Regions from separate parts of the Canis lupus genome. Here region 1 is linked to region 2. The links are chromatin contacts, called in public Hi-C maps. All regions are on one chromosome and are shown on one strand. The core of a region is the stretch at or near the end of the contact, and the rest is flanking DNA. Distances in the headings are between cores, read along the strand shown. Region 1 has its middle 60 kb from the start of CACNA1A. Region 2 has its middle 21 kb from the start of CCDC130.

Evidence for each region. Hi-C and Micro-C count contacts between places; a contact is called where the count stands out from the background.
Region 1: a Hi-C map of skin fibroblasts shows a contact between it and region 2, with 2.5 times the contacts expected there. The contact joins two enhancer-like sites. A contact is called at or near these places in 4 of 9 Hi-C or Micro-C datasets (amygdala, blood, liver and 1 more).

What each region holds. Positions count from the first base shown.
Region 1 is chr20:49,157,250-49,163,077 of UU_Cfam_GSD_1.0, reverse strand. No RefSeq gene overlaps it. Among named protein-coding and RNA genes, the nearest start is that of CACNA1A, 60 kb to the left of the region's middle. Within about 2 kb of position 2,182, at least 3 of the 20 cell types and tissues checked have an H3K27ac peak or open chromatin away from gene starts, as enhancers often do.
Region 2 is chr20:49,088,489-49,094,121 of UU_Cfam_GSD_1.0, reverse strand. No RefSeq gene overlaps it. Among named protein-coding and RNA genes, the nearest start is that of CCDC130, 21 kb to the right of the region's middle. Within about 2 kb of position 2,626, at least 2 of the 20 cell types and tissues checked have an H3K27ac peak or open chromatin away from gene starts, as enhancers often do.

The DNA of each region.
Region 1 (5,828 bases), core at 933-3,432, 69 kb before region 2:
TATCTCTGCGTCTCTCTCTCTCTCTCTCTCTCTCTCTCTGTGTGTGTGTGTCTCTCTGAATGAATAAATAAAATCTTTTTTTTTTTTTTAAAAAAAGAAGGTTCTGGTGGAATTGACATGGTAACCAATGTCTCCTGATGCTGAATACCCTCCCCTGCTTCTCTTTCTCCAGGATATGGCTGGCTTTCTTTCTAAGTTATTTGAAAGTAAATTTCCACCATTTCCTGCTGTAGAAACTCTTTGGCCAAAGGGTTGATTAAGAGCTTGAGTTTTGGAGGCTGACAGCCCAGGATTTGAACCCCAGGTCTGCCACTGCCTAGCTGGGAGGCCCGGGGCCAATTACTTCACTTCTCCCAGCCTCTCCTTTCTCATCCGTGAAATGGGGATAATGTAGAATCTACCACGCGGCAGAGCGGGACTAGGCAACAAGATCATAATAAAGCGTTTATCAGTCAGGAGGTGCTCAGTAAGCATTAGCTGCCTTTATTATTATAAATTATAATGATCATTTTCTTTGGGCTGTCAAGACTTTTTTTTTACTTCTTTAATTCACTAACACTTTCCCTTACCCTAAAATCTCTTTTCAGTGGTCTGCAGAAATAACTCGTTTTAACCCCTTAAAGAAGCCTCACTGCCTCTGAGAGAACTAATCAAATTTCTTTTCAAAAGGAAAATAAAGGAAAACAGGAGACTGGAAATAAACAGACTCAAGATGGAAGGGAGAGGACAGAGTAAGCAAGTCCTAGAGAGGGGATATTAGAAGATCGGTGTTTGGCATCGCAGCTGCAGACATTGGGTGGATGCCAGTTATTTATGGAAGGATGGATGGACAGATAGGCAGAGGGAAGGATGGATGAGTGGGCGAGTGGATGGATAGGAATATGGACAGGTGGATGGATGGATGGATGGATGGATGGATGGACAGATAGAAGGATGGGTGGGTGGGTGGCTAGATAGGTGGATGGGGAGGAGAAAATCAGAAGGAACACTGGAAATAGGAATAAGGCTTGATCACATTGCCTTTCTACATGATGCCTCAATATGCCACCAGATGTCAGCCTAACCTCAGGAAACCACCTCAGAGGCCAAATAAGCACCCCTTTCGGTGAGTTTTCATTGCACTCTATATTTACACATCCCTCAGCAGCACACCCCGAATCCAACTGGCATTTATAACCCAGCTCTTCCTCCCAGCAGACAGAAACCCCAAGGAAGCCTAGTGGAGAAGGCTGTGCGGTGCTGGAGACCATGTTGCTCAATTCCCAGAGGTCAGACGGAGCCTGGAGAGGGTGGGAGAGGGGAATCTCAGGGTCCCCAGGAGTGATTAGCATCCAGGCCAGGCGCTGCTCCAGTCGCCCTGAAATTTGAAATCAGAATCCCACCTTCTTGATGTCTGTTCAGGAATCCACCCCAGCTCTGAGCCTTTGCCAGAGAAGGTCTTGAGAAAAAGAAAAAGATAAAAAGCACCAGTTTTCCCTCTGAACCTGGGACTGAAACACACACACACACACACACACACACACACACACACACACACACACATCAGCCTAGAAAGAGCGATTTCACGGTGAGGGTATGAGTCCAGGGAGGTCACTTGCCCAAGATCGCAGGAACAGAGCCGGCTCAAAGCCCACCCTTCCTCCCCAAGGCGACTCTCAGGAGGAGACCCACTTGCGGGGTCCCTGGCAAAGCCCCCAGACCCAGGACAGAGCTCCCAGACCCAGCACATTCCCCCAGCCCCCCCCCCCCCACTTGCAGTACAAACTTTATGGCCAGCCCTCCTGCCCCCGAAAACAGCATTTCTCAGCCCGATTCAGAAATGCCTCCCATCCGAGGGGACAGCCACAGACCCGGGCGCAGGCAGGGTCCTCCGCGGACCAAACCCTTTGCTGCCGCACCCCGGGCTGCGCGGGGGCCCACGCGGGCTCAGGGCAGGGACCGATCCGCAGGCAAGGGAGGGAGGTGTCGGCAGCCCGCCCCGCTCCAGGGGTGCGCTCCAGTCCCTGGGGCGTCCCGGCCCGTCCGCCCCGCGTACTCACTCCCATTCCTTCCTCCTGGCCTGGGGGGTGCTGTGGACTTTGTGCGCCTGGTGGGCCAAGATGACATCCCGGTGGTCCACCACGCCGCCGCGCCGCTTCAGCGGGGGGGCCTGGCAGCCGCCGCTCATCCGGGGGGCCCGCGCGTCCTGCGGGGCGCTGGCGGGGCGCCCCGAGCCGCAGTCGTGCAGGGCGTCATAGCTGCGCGGAGAGAACATGGGGTCCGGGACCCGGGAGGCCTTCCACATCCATGGGCCTCGCTCAGAACTCGCAGGGTCTTCGGCCTCCAGCACAGCGCGCGGCTAGAGGAGAGAGCAGAGAGCGGGCGGAGGGTGAGCGCCGGGCCGGGAGGGAGGGCGCCCGGGACGGGGACGGCCACTCCCGCGGCCCCCGGGCCGGCCAGCGGGGTTTAGCATCTCCCTGGCAACTGCGGCCGGGAAGCGGCTTCTCGGGAGCTGCCCGGCAACCGCCGCTCCCTGATGGAGGGACGCACCCCGGAGGGCGCGACGCTGGATGCGCTCAGCGCCTCAGTGTTCCTGCTCTGCGCAATGGGTCATCGGGAGACCGCCCGCTCACTCTCCTCCGGTCCCTGAGTCCTGTGGGCTCCACAGGGCGACTCAGAAAACTGAAATCCACGTGGGACGTGGCCATCTGTCCAGTGAGCCTGCTCTCCGCCACCTGGCTGGGTTTTGGGGAAAAGGGACACTCACACATGTAGGGGATGGAGACTCAGTACCGGATAGCGCTCCGAGGAACTCAGGCTCCCGGGCTCTTGCGCTCCATTTTCATTTACTTATTCACTCAACAAACACTAGGTGAGCAGCCACTGTGTAAGAGCCCTTGCTGGGAGCTGGGGACACAGCCCAGAATGAGACAAATCTCCTCCTGTCGTGGAACAGACGTTCTACCGGGGAAACAGATGTATGATGAATATAATAAGCATACTATAGAGATCAGAGGCTAAAAGTGTGGTGGAAGTTAATCTGGAAAGGTGTATTTGTTTGCTGGAGCCATAATAGAGTACCACAGACTGGGTGGCTCAAGGCACAGAAATTTATTTCCCCACAATTCTGGAGGCTTTCAAGTCCAAGATCAAGGTGGTGGCAGGATTGATTTCTTTTGAGCCCTCTCTCTCTGGCTTGTACAAGGCTTTCTTTATCCTGTGCCTCCACAAGATCTTCCCTCTGTGCATGTCTGTGTCTTAATCTCTTCTTACAAGGACACCAGTCATACTGGACTAGAGCCCACCTGTATGACCTAATTTTATTTTAATTACTTCTCTAAAGGTCCTGTCTCCAAATACGGTCACATTCTGAGGTACTGGGGGTTAGCGTTTCAATATATGAAAGGGGGGGGACACAATTGAATCCATAATAAAGGGCGACAGGAATTGTTGGGTGGGCTGGTTATTGTATTAAATAGGGGGTCAGAGAGGCACCAGGGTGGCTCAGTCGGTTAACATCTGCCTTCAGCTTGGGTCATGATCTCAGGATCCTGGGGTCCGAGCCCCACATCGGGTTCCCTGCACAGTGGGACGCATGCTTCTCCCTCTGCCTCTCCCCACACTCGTGCTCTCTTTCTCTCTCTCTCAAACAAATAAATGAATAATCTTTTTAAAAAATAAATAATCTTTTTATTTTTTTAAAAAATATTTACTTATTTTTATTTATGATAGACACACAGAGAGAGAGAGAGGCAGAGACACAGGAGGAGGGAGAAGCAGGCTCCATGCCGAGAGCCCGATGCGGAACTCGATCCCAGGACTCCAGGATCGCGCCCTGGAACAAAGGCAGGCGCCAAATCGCTGAGCCACCCAGGGATCCCTAAAAATAAATAATCTTTTAAAATAAACAAGTAGGGGTCAGAAATGGCCTCACTGAGAGAATGACATGTGAACGAGCAGAGGTTCTAAGGAGGTGATGCAGGAGTCATGTGGGTATCTGAGGGAAGAATGTTCTAGGCAGAGAGAAGAGCAGGTGCAAAGGTTCTGAGGCAGGGCTGTGTGTGACTTGCTCAAGGAACAATGCAGAAGTCTTAACAGCTGTGAGTGATTGAGGAAACAGTAGAGGAGATGAGGGTAGGGAGGTGATGAGGCACAGCTTATGAGACTTTGAGGACCATGGAGATGAGTCTACTTGTTTCCTCCTGGACTGAGCTAGTCCATGGCTTTCAGAATGCACACCTCACTCAACAGCATATTTTCAATCTCAAACTTATTTTCCCCACCTGGAAAGTCCCCACCACTAGCCTCTCTGCATCTGTCCGAGAAAAGCAAACCCACTGGAAGGCTAGCATGGATGAAATAGGGTTAAGAGGCTGAATCTCACGTACGTACAAATGCTGTATAAGTCACCTCAACACCTAGAGGTGTTGGAGATGGGTTCAGACCACCTCTGGATTGCAAATAAACAAACAAACAAACAAACAAACAGGTGTGGGAATGGAAGCTTATCTCCCCCCAAACCCCATTTCCTCTCGCCCTGCTAGAAGCATCCAAAGAGCTCTCCCAGCCCCTCCTAAGCAGATCAATTCACGTTCAGTTTAAAGACAACAGTTACTCTCTGGTCTTTTCCAAATCTCTTAACTGATGGAGTTTAATAAATCTACCCATCATGATGCCTTTAAGCTTCAATCCCTGGTCATGAAATCTTACTCTAAAACATCTACAATCGTGCATTTACAAAGCCTTCCCTTTGCATTGAAAAAAAAATCTGTTGTTCCTTTTATAAGCACCCACACACGGAAGGCATTTTCCTTTCCATTTTACAGAAATAAAGCTGAGGACAGAAGGTGAGTTCTAGTGCCTTGCTACTGGGCTCCATTCCTGCCTGCAGGAGTCGCCCCTCTCCGCCAAAAAAAAAAAAAAAAAAAAAAAAATATATATATATATATATATATATATATATATATATAATCTGCGTCAGTATTTAAAAAAAAAAAAGAATCCTGCTTACAGACTGGATGTCCTGTATAGTATCTATCACTTAGCTAAAACCCTAGAGACCAGGCACAGTTGGAAGCACCTTAATGGAAAAAATTCTCCACACCCACAGAAGGTGTATTTGGATCCAGGAAGGTGGGAGGAGGATCAGGAAAGACGAAACCTAAAGCATACACCCCAGGTGACATCTTCGGAGACATCCACCTGCTTGTCCCACAGCCCCAAGACAGGAAGCTCCATTCCCCACCCCTCCCTACAGCACATGCTCTGGGTCACCTCACTTCCCACCCTGTGGATTTCCTGGTTTACTCTGATGCCCAAACCACAGAGTAGTCACTCCTGGCCTCCACTCCGTGCATCAGATGCATCATTGGGTCCCAACCACTCACTCACCTCCAAAATATATCCTGAATCCGATCACTTCTAACCACTGCATGCCCCTCCCCCACCACAAGGCTCACCTGGACTCTCACAGCTGCCTCTCCAGGGTCAGTGGGCTTCCCTGCTCCCACTGCCAACTCCCACCATGCCCTTTGCTGTGGAGTCGGTGGGTCTTTCTGAAAGTCTGCAGTCAACAGTTCCACAGTTACAGGAATAAAAGCCACACCCTATTGTCCCCTCTCCCTGACCTCATCCCTTTCTCTTCTCCTCTTTGCCCTCTTAGCTCCAGACTCAAGGGCCTCCTCACCATTTCTGGTCTCTGCTGAGCTCACTCCACCTCCACACCTGCTGTTCCTGCTTCCTAGAATGCTGTTCCCCTCATCTTTGATAGGCCAGCTCCCTTTCATCATGCAGGGCTATGGGCAGGTGCAGGCGCTCCCCATCACATCCTCCAATGCGGGCTTCCTCAT
Region 2 (5,633 bases), core at 1,377-3,876:
CAGGATCAGGCCCTGGACTGAAGGCGGTGCTAAACCGCTGAGCCACCCGGGCTGCCCACCCTCCTGATTTTGATAGTCATGCAATGGTTTTGCAGGACAGTGTTCTTGGATGTCAAAACCCAGCCTGCAGTGTTACACAGTAACAGGCATTGTGTCTGCAGTGAGCTCTCAAATAGCTCTAAAGTGCTGGCCATTGGGACTGCTGGTGAAGGGAGTGTTTGCTCTGTGTGCTTTTTCTGCAACCCTTACAGATGTTACACACTTTACCTTTTTAAAAAAAATCACCCAGTCATGGGGCACCTGGGTGGCTCAGTCAGTTAAACATCTGCCTTGAGCTCAGGTCATGATCCCAGGGTCCTGGAATCAAGCCCCACATCGGGTTCCTTGCTCAGGAGGGAGCTTGCTTCTCCTTCTCCCTCTGCCACTCCCCTGCTTGTGCTCTCTCTCTGAGCCAAATAAATAAATAAAATCTTTTTTAAAAAACCACCCAGGCACTTGGCAAAATTTGAATATGGGCTATTAGATAATAGAATTAAATCAATAATAAATTTCCTGGGGATGATTGGGTGGCTCAGTCGGTTAAGCATCCAACTCATGATTTCAGCTCAGGTCTTGATCTCAGGGTCATGAGCTCGAGCCCTGTTGTTGGCCCCATGCTCAGCACAGAGTCTGCTTGAGATTCTCTCTCTCTGCCCCTCCCTGCTGCCCTGTCTCTTTCTCTCTCTGAAATGAATACTTTTCTTTTTATTCTAAATTTCCTGAAGTTGATAGTTATATTGTGGTTACGTAAGAGAATGTCCTTGTCCTTAGGAGATGTATGGTAAAGTATTTGGGAACAGAGGGTCAGGGTGTCTGTAGCTCTCAAAGGGCCCAGGAAAATAATAATCATCATCACAATAATAATTAGTAGTAGTAGTGTTATATTTGTGTATATGGACATACATATATGTATGAGTAGAGAGAGAGGGGAAGAGAGACAGAAACAAAGAGACAGTGAGATGGCCAGAGACAGAGAGAGAGAGAGATGACCCCAGCATGAGAAATATTAACAACTGGGGACTCTAGGCAAAGGTTTGTGGGTATTTCTTGTACTGTTCTTGTCATTTTCCTATGGATCTAAACATATTAAAAATAAAATACTTGAGGGGCACCTGGGTGGCTCAGTGGTTGAGTGTCTGCCTTTGGCTCAGGTTGTGATCCCTGGATCCTCGGATGGGGTCCTGCATCAGGCTCCCTGCAGAGAGCCTGCTTCTCCCCCTGCCTCCTCTCTCTGTGTGTCTCTCATGAATGAATGGATAAAATATTCTTTAAAAAGCCCAACTTATTAGAGCCTAATAAAGAAAATAAAGGGGGATCCCTGGGTGGCTCAGCAGTTTAGTGCCGCCGTCAGCCCAGGGTGTGATCCTGGAGACCCAGGATCAAATCCCATGTTGGGCTCCCTGCATGGAGCCTGTTTCTACCTCTGCCTGTGTCTCTGCCTCTCTCTCTTTCTCTCTCTCTCTCTCTTTCTGTGTGTGTGTGTCTCATGAATAAATAAATAAAATCTTTTTTACAAAAAAGCAAAGAGGGATCCCTGGGTGGCGCAGTGGTTTGGCGCCTGCCTTTGGCCCAGGGCGTGATCCTGGAGACCCGGGATCGAGTCCCACGTCGGGCTCCTGGTGCATGGAGCCTGCTTCTCCCTCTGCCTATGTCTCTGCCTCTCTCTCTGTGTGACTATCATAAATAAATAAAAATTAAAAAAAAAAAAAAGCAAAGAAAGAAAAATTTGAGACTCTTAGAAAATATTTGGTTACTGCTACACATGAGCCATGGACGACCCACCTGTTTCATCTCTACCTGCAAGCATCTATTCCACAACTGTTGTGTGCTCCAGAACAGAGAGCTGTCTTCCTCCTCTGAAAGCAGGAACTCCTTCAAGATTTGCATAAGACACTTTGGAGCCAGGGAACCTTAGCACAGACGTGAATCTTGGAACGTGGGCTGTTCAAATATTTTGAAGCTGGCGAGAAAAAAATTGAAGTAAAACAGGATGTCCACGCGGAGGCATCTGCAAGACAAAACAGGGGCCCTGGACAACACCCGTGACAAGTGGAAACTTCTCTGCTCCAGTGAGAACAGATTGAGTGGAGGGAGTGGATGGGTTGGGAAGCAATGCTGCCAACATCCCAAAATAGAGCTGTTCAGAGTGCCCTTTCACAGCACGCCAGACAAATGCCGGGTGGGGACTGTGACATCCCAGAGTGATTGAATGTCAAGTGGAGACAGAAAATGAGAGGGAGCAGAAGCTATGCAAGAAAACATACCCTTTCCTCTCTTCTCATATCTGGGTCAAAACACCCAGCTGGGGGATCAAGCCATTTTTCTCAGCTGTCTGCGAAGCTCCAGCACCTGATCCAAGTCTATCAGGGTGCCAAAGGCAGTCGGGCTTCCTATTATTAATTGATTTGTTTGGTATACATTTGTAGAGTGCTTATGCTCTGGGTGTTATGCTAAGTTTTGGAAAACACAGTGGCTTCTCCTGGTTCCTGTCCAGCGAGGGAAAAGAACTAGTGACCAATGCAGTAGATTGAATTGTTGGTCTCATTTCTTCATCCCTCCCCCTGACCCACACCCTGCATCACAGGCTTTTGTTGTCAACCACTAGAGGCAGAGGCCCTGTCCCTTGTGTTTTCATATATAGCACATTTAGACTAGGCTTAGGGGTGTCTGGGTGGCTCAGTTGGTTAAGTGTCTCCCTTGGGCTAATGCATGATCTCAGGGTCCTGGAATCGAGCAGGGGGCCTGCTTCTCCCTCACCCTCTGCCCCTCTCCCCTGCTCACAGGTGAGCTCGCCCTCTCTCTCAAATAAAAGAAATTAAAAACCTTAAAAAAAAAAAGAAAAGAAAAAGAGGAAGCTTAACATATATTAAGTCCAATAGATCAGAAGATGATTCCCATTAACAAGATGGTTTATTACCCAAAGTTTCCAAGAAGAGAGGGCATGCCTGCTATGCAGGGCCACCCACGGGGGAAGCACCAGGGCCAGCCAGGAGGCAGAGGGATGGAAAGTATGGGCAGGAGCCTCTCTTGTGGTCTCTCTGGGAAGCACCAGGTGAGGCAGAGAAAGCAGGTTGGGGATTGGCAGGTTTAAATAATTTCAGCAGGCTGTGGGGCATCCAGGCTGCCCCTATTGGTCTGATACCTGGTCCTGGGGTGATTAGGGCAGGCGATCAGGGACCCAGAGTGTGAGAACCCAACAGAGGAGGGGGCTAAGATGTGGGTCTGGGTGGGTTGTTGGTTTGCATATGAAAGGTGCACTTGGGTGCAAGTTGTTTACTATCTCCAGGAATTGGCTAAGCCTGGGAGGGGCAGTCCTTCCCTGGTCAGCAAGGCACCAAATGTCTGAGGATCACCATACAGAAAATAAAAGACATGTTTTTGTTTTTAAGATTTTATCTATTTATTTGAGAGAGAGGGCATGAGCAGGGGAAGGGGCAGAGGGAGAAGCAGACTCCCCACTCAGCAGGGAGCTCTATGGGACTTGGGGCTGTATTCCAGGACCCTGGGATCATGACCTGAGTCGAAGGCTTAACCAACTGAGCCACCCAGGCGCCCCTAGAAGACCTGGCTAATATGCCCTGAAATTGGGCCACATGACCAGCTTTGGTCAATGAAATGTAGTAAAAGAATCCCTGTGTCACTTTTAGCTTACACCTCTAGACAGGAGTTTCCACCTGCCCTCTTGTTTCCATCATCATCTTGGGGAGACCTCTGCCCCCCAAGCCATGGCTACTCTTTGGCCTACAACCCAGAATAGACACAGGCAGAGTAGATACAAACCCAATTGTGGAGAGAAGCTTAAGCATGGATCCAGACCAGCCCTTGGCCCCCCAACTGCAGTAGCCAAGTCCCACCCCCCAAAAATGGAGTTAAGGGGGGATTCACTTGTTCTTTCCTTCTCTCTGCCTGGTCATTTGAGCTGTGACATCTGCCCTCGGTGCTGCTGGTTCTCAGGCCCTCAGCCCCAGACTGGAACACACACAGTAGCTCTCAGCTCTCAGGTTGGAACTACACCACCTGGAGAGCTCCTGGGTCTGCAGCTTGCAGATGGCAGATCATGGACTTCTCAACCTCCCTAATCATGTGAGACACCACCTTATGCTACATCTCTTCCTAGGTAGATACAGATATTTGTCAATATGTATATATAGAGAGAAGTAGGGATAGATATGGACAGAGGTCTTATCAGTTGTTTCTCCAGAGAACTGTGAAGAATATGAGGCCTGTCCTGGTCTAGGAGGGCTTCATTTTAGCTTATTACATCTGCAAAGACCTTGTTTCTGAGTAAGGTCACACGCTGAGGTTCCAGGTGGATGTGATTTTTGAGGGGACACCATTCGACCCTGTAGAGATACCAAGTTGAAAAGATAAGGCAGGCACCTTTTGGCCCTGTGTCCTGTCCTTTTGGCTCACCTCCAATTTCAGCACAGAAATGACAGTGTCACCTTGGAAGTTCTGTGCATCTACAACCACAATGCCTCCTGCCTCAGGTGCACTCCATGGTAACTCATCTTTTCTGCCTCAAAGCTTTTCTGAAGCCTCAGAAGGCTATTATCTAAGTGGGTGCAGCCAGGGTACAGAGGGGATCAAAACCCCAGGAGGAAACGCAGAGCCAGCAGAGAATGAGAGTCAAGGAATGAGACTCTGTCCCGTTCCCCTGAGAGTCATCATGAAGTGTGTCCTCACCAACTACCCCAGTGGGGGCCAACTCAATAATGCACCCTGTATTGACTTTCCCTCCCAACCCGCCTCTCTCTCTCAACTCCTCTGCTGCTGCTTCCTGAAACCACTTGCCAGATAAACTGTCAGAAAAAGAAAAGTAAGACACAATAGAGGAAAATGCATTTGTTTTGTTTTGTTTTTATATTTTTTATTTTCAATCCAGTGTAGGTAACATACAGTGTAATACTAGTTTTGGGTGTACAATATAGGGGTCCAACACTTCCATACATTACTCAGCTCTCATCATGACGACTGTACTCTTAAACCTCTTCACCTATATCACATATATCACCCATCCTCCCCCACTTGTAACCACCACTTTGTTCTCTAGAGTTAAGAGTTTGTTTTTTGGTTTGTCCCTCTTTTTTTCCCCTGTGTTCGTTTGTTTTGTTTCTTAAATTCCACATATAAATGAAATCATATGGTATTTATTTTTCTCCAATTGGCTCATTTCACTTAGCATTATACCCCCTAGGCCCATCCATGTTGTTGCAAATGGCAGATTTCATTTTTTTTATGGCCGAGTAATATTCCGTTGTGTATACCACATGTGTACCACATCTTCTTTATCCTTTCATCAGTTGATGGACACTTGCTTCCATAACTTGGCTATTGTAAATAATATGGCATAAACCTCAGGGTACATGTATCCAGTTCATTTAGTACTTCTGTATTCTTTGGTTAAATGCCCAGCACTGTGACTACTTATCTGAAGGTAGTTCTATTATTTATTTTTTGAGGAACCTCCATGCTGTAGAAGAGAACACTTTTAAAGGCAAAGAGTGATCATAAGGTTAAATGCTGTAGACAGATCACAAATAATGATCATGATGAAACAAGCAAAACAAGTTGGGGGGGGGAGAAAGTCATTT